Regions from separate parts of the Zea mays genome. Here all the other regions are linked to region 2. A link is a contact called in public Hi-C data. All regions are on one chromosome and are shown on one strand. Each heading gives the region's core, a stretch centred on a gene start, on an enhancer-like site or on the middle of the called end of the contact. The rest is flanking DNA. Distances are from core to core; before and after follow the strand shown. Region 1 holds the start of LOC100284495. Region 2 holds the start of LOC103650882. Region 3 holds the start of LOC100276629.

Region 1 (2,778 bases), core at 96-2,595, 240 kb before region 2:
GTAGTTGGATGAACGGCTGGTGAGTGCTGCTGACAAGCGCTGCCCAGCCCCCAGCAGGTTCGCCGTAGCTACAGCCGGATTCGCAGCGGGACGGCCAGGAACGGTCGCCCTCACGTCACCTAGGTCGGCAGCATATAGGCCGCCTTTCCGAAAACCGAAAGAGCAGACAATGGAGGGGACGGGACCAATCCGCGTGTATTTGTTTACGTTAATTTCATACTGTGGTCGCGATAGGATTCTTCGGCAAGGTGCGTTGCATTTGCACTGCGCTTGCGTACTACTGTGCGACGAACGATGTTGCGGCACGGATTCACTACCAAGGGAGCTAGGGAAGCATTGTTAATGAGAGCCGAGAACGCTGGACATGTGCGCCGGTGGGTGGGTGATCGACTTCGCGTCTCGTTCGGAGCTGGAGCTGGAGCTGGAGCTGGAGAGGAGTATTATTCTATACAACGGCCGCCGGGCACATGCCAACCAACCAAATCAGCGAGACCAACGTTATGCTAATTTACTCTAGTATTATTCTAGCTTAGCTGAAGCCGAAAGCGCAGTGATTACAGCTACCGCCATTTACTCTAGCAGTTTAGTTACTGTTACTGTTACTCCTACCTTGGGTTCGAATTCAACGTGCTCCTAGCCTGCCTCCCTAATCACGGCAAAGCCGGAAAACGACGACCGAGACACGTACCCCAGCAAGCGCAAGCTGGATGGAGTTACGCTTACGCAAGGGAGAGAGAGAGAGAGCATACGCACCGTGCGGGTCGGTCATGAGGCGGGAGAGCAGCCCGGCGGGGGAGCTGCTGTGGCGGAACAGCGGGGAGGCCGCGGGGGGAGCCAGCAGGTGGTGCTGCTGCTGCTGCAGCGGCGGCGGCACGCGGATCTCGCCGGAGCCGCCGTACGCCCGCTCGAGGGGCGGGCGTCCGCAGTCGGTGCGGCAGCTGGAGTCGCAGGAGGTGAGCCCCGAGGACTCGGCGGAGTAGAACCGGCTCACGGGCGGCGGCGGCGGCGCGGGGTCGCCGCGGGTGACGGAGTCGGCGATGGCGGCCAGGAGCGAGCCCGGCGCGGAGCCGTACCGGGCCAGCCCCTGCCCCTGCGCCGAGGGCGGCCGCATCGCCCCGTGGAGCGCCGGCGTCAGGTGGTTCATGGCTGCTGCCTGCCTGCGCGCGGGCCGGGCGATCGGTCGTGGACTGTTGCTGTTGCTGCTCCCTCTGCCGCTGCTCTGCCCTCGGCAATCAATCCGGCTCGCGCTCTCTCTCTCTCTCTGCCTGCCTGTCTGTCAGTGCGAGCGAGGCGGATGGTGGTGCGGTGGTGGTGGTGGTGCGTGCGCTGCTGCTTTTGAGCGCGGCGTCCGGGGGGCAGGGCCAGGGGGGATGGATCAGAGGTCTCATGGTCGTTCGTGGATGGGCGGGTGCACGCACCGGTTTCGGGCGTGGGGCCCACCCGAGATGGACAACACAGGGAAGACGGAAGATGCGGCGGGGGTTACAGGTGGACCGAGACCTGGGCGCCAAGTCAGCCGCAGGAGACGGTCATGTGCGTGCCAGGCCAGCCGACATGCTTGCAGCGTGTGCGTGCGTTCACAATCGCGAAGCTGACCGGACTGCTACTCTGCTCTTAGCTCTCTGTTGGGCTTTTCCGGGCCTGGGTCGAAGGCCCGTTCCTGTGACTGTCTCTTTCACTTTCTCCCTGACCCTTTGCCCTCGCGAGACGGATACTGTTCGGTGGGGATGGGATCAGATCGGATGCCTTGCTGGCTGCTGACGCTGCATCAGGATCAGATATTATTCAGGACACTAGTATACTTGCGGCTTTATATTTTCTACTAGTATCACACTTAGTTATTATACTGCTCTATTAAAAATCTTGTTACAAAATATTACATATATGATCAATCTAAGGGGTGCGACAGTTTTTCTCAAGGGACATACCTCTTGGGATACACCCCTTCACTTGTATATAAGTGTAATGATCTATGGAATACACACAACAGTTCTATCATTTATCTCTTTCAATCTCGTTACCACTGAGTTCTAACACGTTATCAACACTGCTCGTGAGAGAAAAAAGAATTTTCTGTTAGAGAGAAAGAATCGGAAGGCATCACTCGCTGTTGAAGAAAATTGGAGGGCTCTGCCTCTAGAACAACAGGAAGGTATTGATCCTACTGTTCATCTTTGCATTCGTCGTTTGCGTGAAGAACTTTGTGACGACCATCGGCCAAGCATGGCATCAACGGCTTCAGAGCGCCCGACGAGGCCCGACCATGGCTTGGCATGCGCAGGCACGCGCGCGCGCATAGGCCAACCGGACCATGGCGCACCGGCCCCGGCAGCGGGCGCGGGCGCACTCCGGCCCCAACAGCGGGCGCAGGCGCGGGCAGGAGCCCCTGGTGGCTGCTTGCTTGGCGCGAAGAACGGCGACGGCCGTCTCGCTGGCGTGAGGACTGGCGGGCGGATCCACCCGGCATGGCCAGCGCGCTGAGGCACACCACGCCCATGGTGTTTAGCGGCGCGGACCGAGCCAGCGGCTGTCCTGGCGGATGGACCCCGCGGGTGCGTCGCGGCCACGACGGTCGCGGACGCATCTCTCTAGTGCGGGCAAGGACTCCGGCTCGCTGGCGTATGGCCGCGGTGGCCCAGGGCAGCGCGACTCAACCCGCCTCCTGTGCGGGCAAGGCATGGGAGGCCTCGCTCTCCTGATGGCTCCCCGGCGCGGGCGCGGCCCCGGCGTGAGCCTTGGCTCGGCCGCGAGCACCGCCGCGGCGCGGGCGCTCCCTGG
Region 2 (2,700 bases), core at 182-2,681:
TGCATTATGTTAACATATAAAATGCTAAAAGGCGACTCTTGTCTGTTGGACAAAGTAAAGCAATTGCTCCATGCTGGTGAAGGCAAAACTACCAAAAAGAAATCTCAACGGCATTGCTTACAGCAAGTTCAGAACACGCTTTTGAGCGAAAAAAGGGAGCAGTTGAGAATACCATTCTCATTTTTTTATGACTGATAATCTTCCATGAATCATGATAGAGACAGATGTAAGATTCAGATATGGTAATGCTGCAAGCTGTGCACGAGGAATGTATGAACACAGCCCTGGCTCCCAGTCTACATAATGAACTAATTAAGCCTCAAGCTGGGAAAAGTAACCCAGACACCGCTGCCATCTTGCTACACTCATAAGGCCATGACACTCCTCAGGGCAGAAGGCCAGAAGCCAAGAGGATTCTGCTGACAAGAACCACTTCCGTATTGCAAGCACCTAGCGCCACAGACATCTCAGGGACCTAAGGGCAACCGCAGTGGTACACACTCAGCTCTCTAATCTCTATAAGGAATGCATGCCAGCATCTATCCTATGTGGCAACAAATTAAATAAAGAGAGTGCTGCTATCTATGAACCTGGAGTAAAGTCTATACGCAGAAACCGATGTAGTGCAGGGAGTGTATTAAGTATTAAAAATAGCTATAGATATCTACTATAAATACACCATTGCAAAGATTTACTATAGTAGTATAGTATATAGATGATATTGATGTTGCTATAGAAGGTGTTCTATCTACGCTATTGCGGCTGCCTTAATGTCCAAAACAACCAAGCGCACCACACGATTCCCACCTCTGCCATCCCACATTACCTCGAGGTGTGGTCTGAAAACCCAATTTGCAAGGTCGAGGAGAACTTGCGTCCTATCCGGTCATTCATGCCGCTGCTACCATTACCCCGAGCTTCAGAGACATTACTACTCTACCACGCTATTTTTGAACAATTAATTACTTCGCATTTTAGGGATCAATATTAATACGCAATTTGAGGTGGATTAAATAGAACACCAGAGTGCATTGATCTCTCGAGCTTGAAGCTTACCCGAGAGAGTTGGCGAAGGTCGCGCTCGCTGTCGACGTGGGCCCCGATAGCACCGGCGGCGATAGCGGAGGCGGCAGCGCCCTGCGCGAATCCCGCCACCGCGGAAGCAAGGAGCCTAGCTGCCAACGCGGCGGACGCGGCGGCGGCGGCCGGGCCTATGGCGCCCCCGCCGCAGCGGCCGAACGCGACGGCCGCGACGGCGGCGCCCGTGGAGGCGGCGATGGCGTTGAGCAGCACCGCGCAAGCGGTGGACCACCGGACGGTAGACAGCACGCCGGCGGCCATGCCGCTGCTGCTGCGAGGCAGAGAGGGCGGAAGCGGGCAGGTGGCTAGCGGAGGCGACGAGGCGGGGGCGCACGAGGCCGGCACTGTGGCCGGGCACGAGATGCCACGGGTACCGCTGGGTTTGTTATGAGGGGGGAGAGGTGGGGCCCGGCGTCAGTGGGAGTGTGACCTGTACTGCGATTTAGTTGGCAGTTGAGCTGCTCGGTTTCGCTGCGCGCAGCGCGCTGTCTTCGAAATTCTGGTTGCGCGTGCGATTGTGCGAAGCCAAAAGCAAATTACTCCGGCTACAGTACTAGTACGCGCTAGTTCAGCGGGCCCGAACAGATCATCTCTGGCTTTAGGTCCACTGGTCAGCTACGAATCGGTAATTAGTTTTGTGTTAGTGTTAAGCCTCGGTTTGTACTAGTGTGCTAGAAAGGTCTGTTGACGCGGACCCCACACGTCATTTTGTGTGGACTGTGGACCAGGGTGTGGTTGGCATGTGCACATCGCGTAACTGCCTAGGACGAGGTCATTGCGGTAGGTGTCACTAGTCAACGTTAAGGGTCCACTCCCACTTGGCGAACACTGTTGGGATCCAGAATTTAATAAAGCTCTCATCGATTTTAATAGAATAAAAGTAAGATTTAAAATATAATATTTGAATAATAGAATTGAGTCTAAAGAGAGAACATATAGATGCCCGAGTAATATCTTCATTTATAGTAGCTCTAATTCTAGTGGTAGAACTTTTAAAAGAAATCATATATTAAAGAAATAAAATGGACTAATAAGGTAGTACTAAGCAAATAATAAAAACAAGTATTTTATCAATACCACTAGCGAGAGATAATTTAATCTTGTGCGTTCTCATATCTTGAAAATCCCTTGATATCTTATCATCTTCAATGGTTACTAGGTGAGTGTCCGTGCGTTGCAACGGAAACATATAATATCATGATAACTTATGAACAAATGTGTGGCCAAAAAAGGGGATTTCATTAATAACAATACCATAAGCCTGGTATAGAAGTTTTGACAGTTAAGAAATCTTTGTACCACCACAAACATGCTAAACAAACCACACATCAAAGAATCGATCAATTCATATGAAAAATGGTAGTAATGTAAAGCTGGTACGAGCACAAACATATTGCTTTTTCTAAACGTCACAAGTATTGATCAAGATAAGTCTAGGAATAATATGTGGTTTAATAGGTTACTACAACTAACCATAAAACTCAATATTAACCATGCATCCAAACACTTGCCCAAAGTTTCACGGTTGCGGCCTTTCGAAAGAATCTACAGCCTCCAGCGAGCGCACAGCAGCATCATACCCGTACGGGTACCTCTAAACTGTTGTCTGCACTCAAGACT
Region 3 (2,942 bases), core at 90-2,589, 140 kb before region 2:
GGGAGTGGAGCAGAGGGGGAGGATGTCGGGGGTTGGGGGCAGAACCGTGCACCATGAACGACAATTAAGGTGCTCAAAGTATTAGGACAAGTGTCCCTACTCCCTAAGGTGTGGCAATTAAGGTGCTCAAAGTACCAGAACTGAAGTTCCAGTATTTTGCACAAATCTAGGAGTGGTTTCAGCATAACTTCTTACGACTGGTACATAGGTAAGTGGAGCACGTTTATCCCAGACCAATCAGCTGGCCAGTTGCAAAAGTGGAGCGCTTTAACCTACTACAATTGATCAGTTAACCAGGCACGTCAAGGGCTTAGTTATATCCCTATAGCTTAAATATCCATCATTCATGCCCAAACAATCAGCAGAGACCTAAGATTTTAAAGTCCAGATGAACAGGTACCCAGTTCAGAGGTGAAACATATGATCGTTGATCGCTATATAGGGAAGGACTGATAGTATTTTTCAGGTATCGTAGTATGGTTTCTGCTACAGTCTTGCAAGACTCAGCTAAAAACTACAATAAGAAAACTGTTCCAAAGCTAACACTGAAGCTAATCAAACTAAATCCAGCCCCTCAATGCTAACCACACTGATGATTTTAAAAACTACATTCGACGAATGCAATGGCATTATATGCCTAAGATCCACAAATCTACTCACCTGGAAACTGAATCATAAACCCAAATAGTCAACTCTATCTATTTGAGTTCAAATCAGCACATCAAACAAATAAGATCTCTCACACCTTCTTGAATCTGAAACTCATGGACGAGCAAGCAAATCACACGTTCTCGGAGAAGCATCTGTACATTCCCACCGACACCTCAAAATCATGCGCCAAGGGCGCTGAGATCCAAGGTTTACCTCCCCAAACGCACCAAATCAACAACTCAACCCGACGCAACCAAACCCAGAAAGGAAGAAAAAAGAAAACACCACGAGATCGCAGCCGTCGATCTTACCGACGGAGGAGCACTTGCTTCTGTCTGCCTCGAGCGCGGGGACAGCGGCGAGGATGAAGGCAAAGGGGCAGGAGGCGAGTGGCGTGGGGGAGTAGGGCGGCGAGCATTGCAGACGCCGGATAGGGAGGGGATAGCGACGACCGTTGATGGCGGCAACGAAAGCGTGACCACCATCCGGGATCAAAGCGGAGCGGAGGATGTCGGGGGTGGAGGCAGAACCGTGCACCACACCGGTGTGGATGCCTACGCTCTACTCTTAAGAAGTAGTAGAGATAATAGATAGTGGGCACGTAAGAATGAGAGGTATTCAGTAATGTGATGCATATGGCAATGCACTAGTAAAAAACAATGTATTTATTCTGAATGATTGGTTTCCCTGTTGTCCGCGCTCATGTCCTCTCCATGGGTTGAATATGCCCAAACCGTTGATTAGTTGCATGTATGCGGAGACTGATCTGCATGCGCGGGTGTAATGCATGGCTCTTTTTCACCAATTGGATGTATGAGCAGGGAAGCGGGGACATGAGGTTCCAGCCCATCTAGGTCTGCGCGAGCCTGATGTTGGCGAGCGTGCCAACCAATCATGCAAATTGGCGAGCGTGCCAACCAATCATGCAGATTGTGTTTTAGGAGCGTGCCAACCAATCATGCGGATTGTGTTCTAGGAGCATGCAGGGCGACTCCCATTTACTATTAAGCGATATGCATAACAGAGAGAGGATATGTATTTTTGGCTCTTCTTTAGCAAGCCACGCAAAATACATCACTAGTATGCATTGGCTATTGGAGGATTGTTTTCACATGAACAATATCCGTTGGAAAGGCAAAACCCCTGTCCATCGCACCTGTGCATCGCACGTTGGGGTTAGTCATGCCCGTGTGAAAGGGGCAGCAGGCCTGCATGCGCTGATGCACTGATGTACGTGGGTCAACGGGACGAGCGAAACGTTCTCGACGCACCACGAGTCTGCTAGTTTAATTACCACAGACGACGACGACGATAATAATAATAATAATAATAATAATAATAATAATAATAATAATAATAATAATAATAATAATAATAATAATAATAATAATAATAATAATAATAATAATAATAATAATAATAATAATAATAATAATAATAATAATAATAATAATAATAATAATAATAATAATAATAATCACTCTCTGTCGCAAAATAAAATTCGTTTTAGAAAATTAATGGATTCATATAATATCTGATATATGTGTTTTATATATGTATTTAGATTTATCACTACCTATTTAAATATAGACATAAAAAAACTAAAGCGACTACTGTTTTAGCACGGTTGGAGTAAAGAACAACAAAACTCGATACATACGTATATACTACGGGGGTGTTTGGTTGCTACTGCTAAAGTTTAGCCCGGGTCACATCAAGCGTTTGACTTTTAAATAGGAGTATGAAATATAGACCCAACCAACTGGACTAGATTCGTCTCGTCTTTTAATCTTCGGCTGACAAATTAGTTTTATAATCCGACTACATTTAATACCCGGAACGGAGGTTCAAACATTCGATGGGACATGGGCTAAATTTTAGCGGGGTGTAACCAAACACCCCCTACATCGTCACATGATCCGGGTGAATGGTTTCGAGTCCTTTTCGCTCCACTTTTCGGGAGCAAATGAAGCACATCACATCACCAACCAACCCCAATAAAACCTCATAAAGCAAGCTAAGGTAGATTTAGAGGCCACGTACCTACTTAAGACGATGGTGGTACGGTTGCATCATATCATGCTAGATCCGCAATCATCAATCGTTATGGGCCATGGGCATAGGGTTGTGGTATGTGTGGCCTTTATTTGTTCATGCATGGAGGGAGGCTAGCAAGGACAAGGAGGGTCATGGGCTCAATGGCTCAGCTAATTAGCTCTACTGACGTAGGAAGCCATCTCTATTGTCTAGTTCAATTTGGAGCCATATCATATATTTTTTCATTAATATTA

What was found. A called contact is a pair of places that touch in the nucleus more often than the background predicts.
Region 1: a contact with region 2 is called in a Hi-C map of endosperm, with 2.1 times the contacts expected there. The contact joins the promoter of LOC100284495 here to the promoter of LOC103650882 in region 2. A contact is called at or near these places in 7 of 25 Hi-C or Micro-C datasets (bundle sheath, ear, endosperm and 1 more).
Region 3: a contact with region 2 is called in a Hi-C map of leaf, with 3 times the contacts expected there. The contact joins the promoter of LOC100276629 here to the promoter of LOC103650882 in region 2. A contact is called at or near these places in 3 of 25 Hi-C or Micro-C datasets (ear, leaf and tassel).

The regions. Positions count from the first base shown.
Region 1 is chr3:171,120,702-171,123,479 of Zm-B73-REFERENCE-NAM-5.0, forward strand. LOC100284495 reads right to left here and starts at 1,346. Exons shown (of 6, transcript NM_001345857.1): 1 at 754-1,346. The coding sequence starts at 1,144.
Region 2 is chr3:171,357,845-171,360,544 of Zm-B73-REFERENCE-NAM-5.0, forward strand. LOC103650882 reads right to left here and starts at 1,432. Exons shown (of 13, transcript XM_008676473.3): 1 at 1,057-1,432. The coding sequence starts at 1,341.
Region 3 is chr3:171,216,523-171,219,464 of Zm-B73-REFERENCE-NAM-5.0, forward strand. It overlaps LOC100276629, which reads right to left and starts at 1,340. Exons shown (of 4, transcript NM_001150371.1): 1 at 963-1,340. It overlaps LOC111591187, which reads left to right. Exons shown (of 1, transcript XM_023302131.1): 1 at 1-1,265.